Linked DNA regions of Zea mays: region 2 is linked to region 1. Evidence: chromatin contacts called from public Hi-C data. All regions are on one chromosome and are shown on one strand. Each heading gives the region's core, a stretch centred on a gene start, on an enhancer-like site or on the middle of the called end of the contact. The rest is flanking DNA. Distances are from core to core; before and after follow the strand shown.

Region 1 (3,242 bases), core at 402-2,901:
AACGTGCAAGTTAACATTATTTTTGTCAATATATGCTTATTATGTGTGCTTAATTGAGTAGGACTGTCGTGGTTTCTGAAACCGGAGGACAATAAGATTTGGTTTAGGGTTTAGGGTTTAGGGATGTTAGCGCAGACTCACTCCGAATGGTGAGCTACTGGGGCTCGAAGGTGAATCTGAGGCGAAAGGCTTATACTGGTTCAGGCCAGAGCTCTAGTTCAGACAGTGTTGACAGTGGTATTACTTGAAGCGTGTTACAGTTGGGTGCTTGTGGAAAGCTGCGGGATGTCTCTGTATAGGGGTTGTCTTGCCCTTTTATAGCTCAAGGGTACTTGCTCTTTTATAGCTCAAGGGTAGACGTTACAATGAGAACTTGTATTCTACTGGGGAGGAGTTCAACCTCCTCCTTCTAGACCTCGTAGCCCCTATAGTCTCGTCTACTGGGTCGCGCTTCTAGGCCTCGTAGCCCCTATGGAGTCGTTTGAGGGTCGTGCGCCGCCGTACCTCTGGTATGGCATCGTGTCCCGTCCGCCTTCATATAACCACTCTGATTTAGACAAGGCGGTGCTTGGTGATCCTGTTGAGTCAACTCAAATTGTGGTTTAGGGATGTCTTCAGTACAACTTCATCTGTCGTCATCCCCTTACCGTCACCTTTCCTCATGCGTAGGCGTATGCCTGGTACCGTGTATTACCCTGTCCCCTCCTATGTATGGGTCACTGTAGAGACCCCCGATGTTGAGGTCTTTGCGACTGGGGTTGTCTGGTCCCACTGGTCAGCGGAGATACGTATCCGGCATCGTGCTTGACAGAGACTCTTCGGTGTTGGATTTATAGGCTACACCCAATTGAGAAATTCAATTAAATCCTAGAAAAATCTCAAAAGCCCATGTATGGGTATGGTGGAACTATTAGTATCATATTGCTAGTCCAAGTGGAGTGAACTAGTTTAAATATGGAGGCTATACTCACTCACCAAGTCATGGATGAGAGGAGAGAGTGTGGAAAACCACACGTGCGTGCGCTCGCTCGCCTCGTCTCGTCGCGGTTCGTGGGCCGTCTTTGGGAGGCCTTCGACCCTTTGTTCCAGGTATCCGACATCAGCCCCGAGCCTCGAAAGGTGTATAGTTAAGCACGAGTGCGAAAAAATGTGTACGGAGTCCTTTTGCGCTCGCTGCTGGAGATAGCTTTAAGGAGAGCATTCAAACAACCCCATATATAACAAATGAAGTTCGAGCATGATCACTCCTACTCATCTAGACAAATAACATGGTCGGTTCTGCTCATCTAAAGAAATAACTCATCAAACGTACGTAAGTGGGGAATAGTGGTGTGAATGAGGTGGCGTTTGTCCGCTGGTCAGCAAATTGGGACCAATCGATTAGTCTTCAGTCCTCGACCAATTACGATACGATCATACGTTGATGACCATCAGCGAGGAGAATACCCATTTGTGCCCTTGCCGAGCTCACCGGTCTTGGCGATGTCGACGCCATCTCGGTCGAAGTCGAAGGTACGCTTCAAGTCAACCGTTTGGGACTGTGGGTGTGGCCGTGTGGGGGTATATTCGGTATTCCGCTGCAACGCACTCTCTCGACCCAACGACGAGATCACGACTCACGAGACGTCGTTGTCGACTTGTCGTTGGACACCAAGCAAACCAGGTCCTCGCTCGGTTTGGTTTGCTTACCACTCCGTCCTAGCAGCACGGTCCTCGATTCTTCCGATCGCTCCGGCAGGGCACACACCGAAGAAGGTGGTTAGCGGCCTAGCGCCGCCGAAGAAAGTATGGCAGCAGCCACCACGCCTGAGGAGAACGCCGCCGCCGCGGCCGCCGTGGACGCCATCACTGAGACGACCAATCGCTTCACCGTCAACACGGACGCCGCCGGTGCCGGTCCTCTCAAGCTCGACGACGTGGACGGCAACGTCTACAGCTGCAAGCGCTGCGGCACACTCCTCGCCGTCGCCGACGACATCGTCTCCAAGGTCCGTCGTGTCGTGTTCTCTCGCTTTCTTTAATTGGGCGCGTCTTCCAGCACGAGCGCACGCGAAATTCCTAAGCTAATTTCGGCGTCGCGGCGAATGCGATGACGGATGATGGGAATCGATGTCTTGATTTTCAGAGCTTCCATTGCAAGAACGGGAAGGCTTACCTCTTCGATAATGTGTAAGTGACCTTCCGACCTCTTTCTCTTTGTACATATTCCCAATTATTGTATTTTTATCTTGTCTTAATTAATATTAATAGTCAGAGGTCTTTAAGATAGCCTACTACGTATTAAGTGGTGTTTGGTTTCTAGGGACTAATTTTTAGTCTCCACATTTTATTCCATTTTAGTTTTAAAATTGCCAAATATAAAAACTAAAACTTTATTCTAGTTTCTATATTTGACAATTTATAGTCTAAAATGGAATAAAATGATGGAACTAAATATTAGTCCCTACAAACCAAACACCCCTTTAATCCTCACGATATATGGCTGAAAATATAATAAAATCGTGCGAAGGAAAGAAAAATCTAAATGAACGGCAATGAAGGCAAGCCAGTTTTTTTTTATTTTGATGAAAATGAAGGGGTCGCTATAGCTTTCGGTGGTAACCAGGCATTATTCTTTCTAGATCCTAGGCCATGTTGGAGCACAAATTGATGCTAGTATAAGCTAATAAGCTTGACGCTTTTGGATCTAAATTGATTATTATTGATGTTTAATCCATTCAATGACTGCGTTGAGCTACTTCAGCAGTTTCTTTTTCATTGGCATCCTAATAATAAAATAATCTTTTCGCCAGAACTTTCAAAAGACTGAACTTATATATATAGTAGGAAGTCGAAACTATTTAAATAAATTCTATGTTTTCTCTAGGTGAGTCATAATGTTCGCAGTGTTGCTTTCCATGTAATTTTCATATAGCTGCTTCCGGCTAGTCTGAAAGATTTAGGTTGTGGGGTTTAGCCTCCCTTTGAGGGCTAATTTGGTGACAAGGGAATCACGAGGGATTGGAGGAGATTGAGGGGGAAATTCAATCCCCCCGTGACCCATCCCCCTCAATCCCTTGTGATCCCTGATTACCAAATCAACTCTGAGTGTGCTCGGATGTGGCTTGTCCGGTTTCAGACCGTTGTTTGTTCTCTCTAAACTCTTTCCCCTTAATTGATGGATAGAGATCTTGCCATTTTCGTTCAAAAAAATATATATATCAGCCCCCATAAACCAGGGACATGTGCCGGTGCCTGAACTT
Region 2 (3,242 bases), core at 395-2,894, 280 kb after region 1:
CATGTTTCACCCCCTCCTTCAGAAACAAAGGACCAGTCAGTTTGTTCAGAGATTGTTTAGATTGAGCTAGGAAAACACAGCATTCTGTAATTATTGATTCAGATTGACATGCATGTATGTATTCTGAAATACACGACTCGATTGCTTTTTTGTACTACTAGTTTTAACATTTTTCATTGGATAGAGATGTTTACCAAAGGCAGGGCCCCTGCTTGAGAGTTTTTGTTGGAGACCGGCACTTCCAGGTTCCGTGTATCCCATATCTTCACAACACTGGCATACATTTAAAGAGGTAAAATGTTAGTATTTGAATATATATGAATATTAATTATTCTACAAAATAGATTTTTTTTCAAGAAACGGAAAGACTAGATGATGAGGCTAATTCACCATCAAGTAAGTGCATTGTATTCCCAATAATATCGCGACTAATAATACTATGCAGAATAAAAAATGAAAGAGCAGCTTACTTGTCTGCTGCTCCAGAAGTAGCAATGGAGACACCATCTTTCAGATAAAGAACTGATGTGATGCTAGTTGAAGCCGCCTAAACGTCACCAATTTCAGCAAACCAACATAAGTATAAGAGGACATAAGATCATCACAAGCAAAAGCCATATCATGCTGAAGTAATACCTTTGCTCGAGACCGGGTTCGGTTTCTCTGTATGGGACTGTGGGCTTCTCTGACAACAGCAGAAGATCTAACATGTAGCACAACTTTGTTCATTGAATTTGTATTGTCGCTACAAACATTTATGATCACTTAAAAATAGTAGTTGGAAGAAAATTTATTAGCAATAGTACAACATACGTGAGGCACGTTTCACCGTGGCTGTTTGGAGATTTAGGGTCACATCTTAAATCCCAGAGAGCAAATGAACCATCCCTTGAACCGGAAACAATGAGCTCTGCAAAGAAAAGAAAAAGGCTACTTAGTCAGGAGTATGTGGCCAACATTTGATGATTAAACGTACATAAAATTAAACTGAAAGGCTTCAGCCATTCATTTCAGGATATACATTACTAACCAGGATTTGAAGAATGGCAAGACAGCGACTTCACGCTCCCAGTATGCCCAGACAAGACACCAATGCATTTCCTGTTTCCTACACTCCAAATTTTGACCTGATGCAGAACGATAATAATGAGAATTTGCAGAAAACTAGGATTTTCATAGTTCAAAAAACTGGTGTGATCCTGTTGCGACTTACAGTTTGATCGCCCGATGCAGTCAGTATCTGGGATCCCTCCTACATCAGTAACACATACGATTGAAACTCCGTCAGAAAGGTGTACAAGTATCGCTGAGATTTTAAACCTGTGGATCGGCTCTTTCGTTAGACTGTTACAACCAGTGCAAGTGACTTTACCTTGATCCAGCACACGTCAAATATTGCATTGTTGTGAGCAACCCAGTCGGGCACCCTTGTTTCAGCTGCAAAAGGACGACGCCAGGTTGGAAGGAAACAGACTGCACGAGGTACCCAATGCAAGCCAGAGCACACCAAAATCTTGGATCAAATCGGGGAAGAAGGATGGGTTTCCAACCGACCTGACTTCTCTAGTGACGAGGAGGTGGAAGGAAGGCGCCGGCGGGTGTCGTAGAGGCCAACATACCCGTCTTCGTCGGCGACCGCCAGGAGGTTACAGGTCTGTGCAGTCTGTGAGGAAGAAACAGTCCATAAGATTGGTACACGCAAATCGCAACTACAAAGAAGATCTGACTATGCAAAAGCACGCGAGACGAATGAAAGATCACTTGTTAAAAAAACAGAGGTTCGTGTTGGTATGCTTCGTAGCCGAAGATCATAAAGAAAGAGAACATTTTCGTCAGACTCTCTCAGGAACAAGCATCGAAGCTATTACCTAGAAAGCTTCAGCATAACGATATATCTCAAGACGAAGGGCCGAACCGACTTAAAGATGGATTGACTTAAAGACCCATGATATTTTGTGTCATTATTGTAATCAATTATAAAGGACTTAAATGTAATTTTACGCAGATTGCACCATATGCCTATAAATAGGTGAATAGTACTTCGGCACTGTTCACGCAATCTTGTAATTACTGGCACATTACGATGAAATTACTGCTTTCCGCTAAGACGAAGGTATAAAAATGATCAAATACTATGTTTTAATGTTTATGTTCATATAATAAAATATGTGAATAGTATTATTTGTTTTTGGTACATTCTTTCCTAATGTTTTACACTTTATATTTCATTTTTCATTGTTTTATAAGTTTGATCACGAAGGTGAGCCCTTCGTGATATTTTGCTTATGGCATTCGTCCGAAGTTCATTAAATCCTTGGGAAAATAATTCTTCAGCGAACGAAGGGCATTAATATTTAACATTTTATGTTGTCTTGTTCTTAATTCATAGCATTTGAGAACAAGTCCCCAACAGTACCAGACTCCGAACCTTGCCGAAGGAGATGGCGAAGGGGATCACGGGGTCACCGGAGTGCTCAACAGCTATGACCCCGCCGCCGCGGCCGCCGGGGTTAGAGGAGAGGTCGGCGAGGTAAGGGAGCCCCGCTGTGGCGCGGGAGGAGCCACTAGCGCCACCGTGCTCCCGGGCTCGGAGCCCGCCGAAGAAAGTCGGAGAGAGGCGCCGCCGCGTCGCCATGAGAGTCGGAGACAAAAAAGATGGGCATAGGCGCAGAGACGCGGACGGAGAGAGGGGAAGGAAATAGCGGGCATGCATTGGGCGCGAAGGGTTTTCCGGAGGATTCTGCAGTTCTGCCCCGCCCGAGGGCCGAGGGACGCGCCGGCGGGAAGAGCTTTTTCGTAATCGCGAACCGCGAAAAAGGAGAAGCGGCAGAACCAGCTGCCGCGCTAGTTCTTTCCATGCTGGATTATGGATTTCGTGGGCCATGCCTCACTGGCAAGTGGGCCCAATAGCCATCAGGTTCTTGAGCTGAGACACCGCGGGCAAATATATTATTAGGATAACTCTATTTTCTTAAATGTTTTTAATTCTCTCGAAAATGAAGTCACATGAAATTAGTTTATTTTTCATGAGAAAATATAAATCTTATAAAAAATAGAGTTTCTAAACTAGCACTTATTATAATTTAAAAAAACGGGGGAAAACTCTACAAGCAAACGCTGCGTAAGGGCCACAAGTCATGCCGACATCTTCACTTCTTCACCCCAAATAGTAAAGCCTCTGTCCGTCGTCATATAAACCAAAACCCTAAAACATAGGACTGGACATAAAACCTGAGCCCGAA

Evidence for each region. Hi-C and Micro-C count contacts between places; a contact is called where the count stands out from the background.
Region 2: a contact with region 1 is called in a Hi-C map of ear, with 2.5 times the contacts expected there. The contact joins the promoter of LOC100273556 here to the promoter of LOC100285476 in region 1. A contact is called at or near these places in 2 of 25 Hi-C or Micro-C datasets (ear and tassel).

Annotation. Positions count from the first base shown.
Region 1 is chr1:270,278,352-270,281,593 of Zm-B73-REFERENCE-NAM-5.0, forward strand. LOC100285476 (protein yippee-like) reads left to right here and starts at 1,652. Exons shown (of 5, transcript NM_001158369.2): 1 at 1,652-1,988; 2 at 2,126-2,169. The coding sequence starts at 1,788.
Region 2 is chr1:270,558,257-270,561,498 of Zm-B73-REFERENCE-NAM-5.0, forward strand. It overlaps LOC100273556 (Transducin/WD40 repeat-like superfamily protein), which reads right to left and starts at 1,645. Exons shown (of 14, transcript NM_001147974.1): 1 at 1,555-1,645; 2 at 1,373-1,437; 3 at 1,214-1,252; 4 at 1,031-1,127; 5 at 814-910; 6 at 637-745; 7 at 471-547; 8 at 195-273; 9 at 1-16. The coding sequence starts at 729.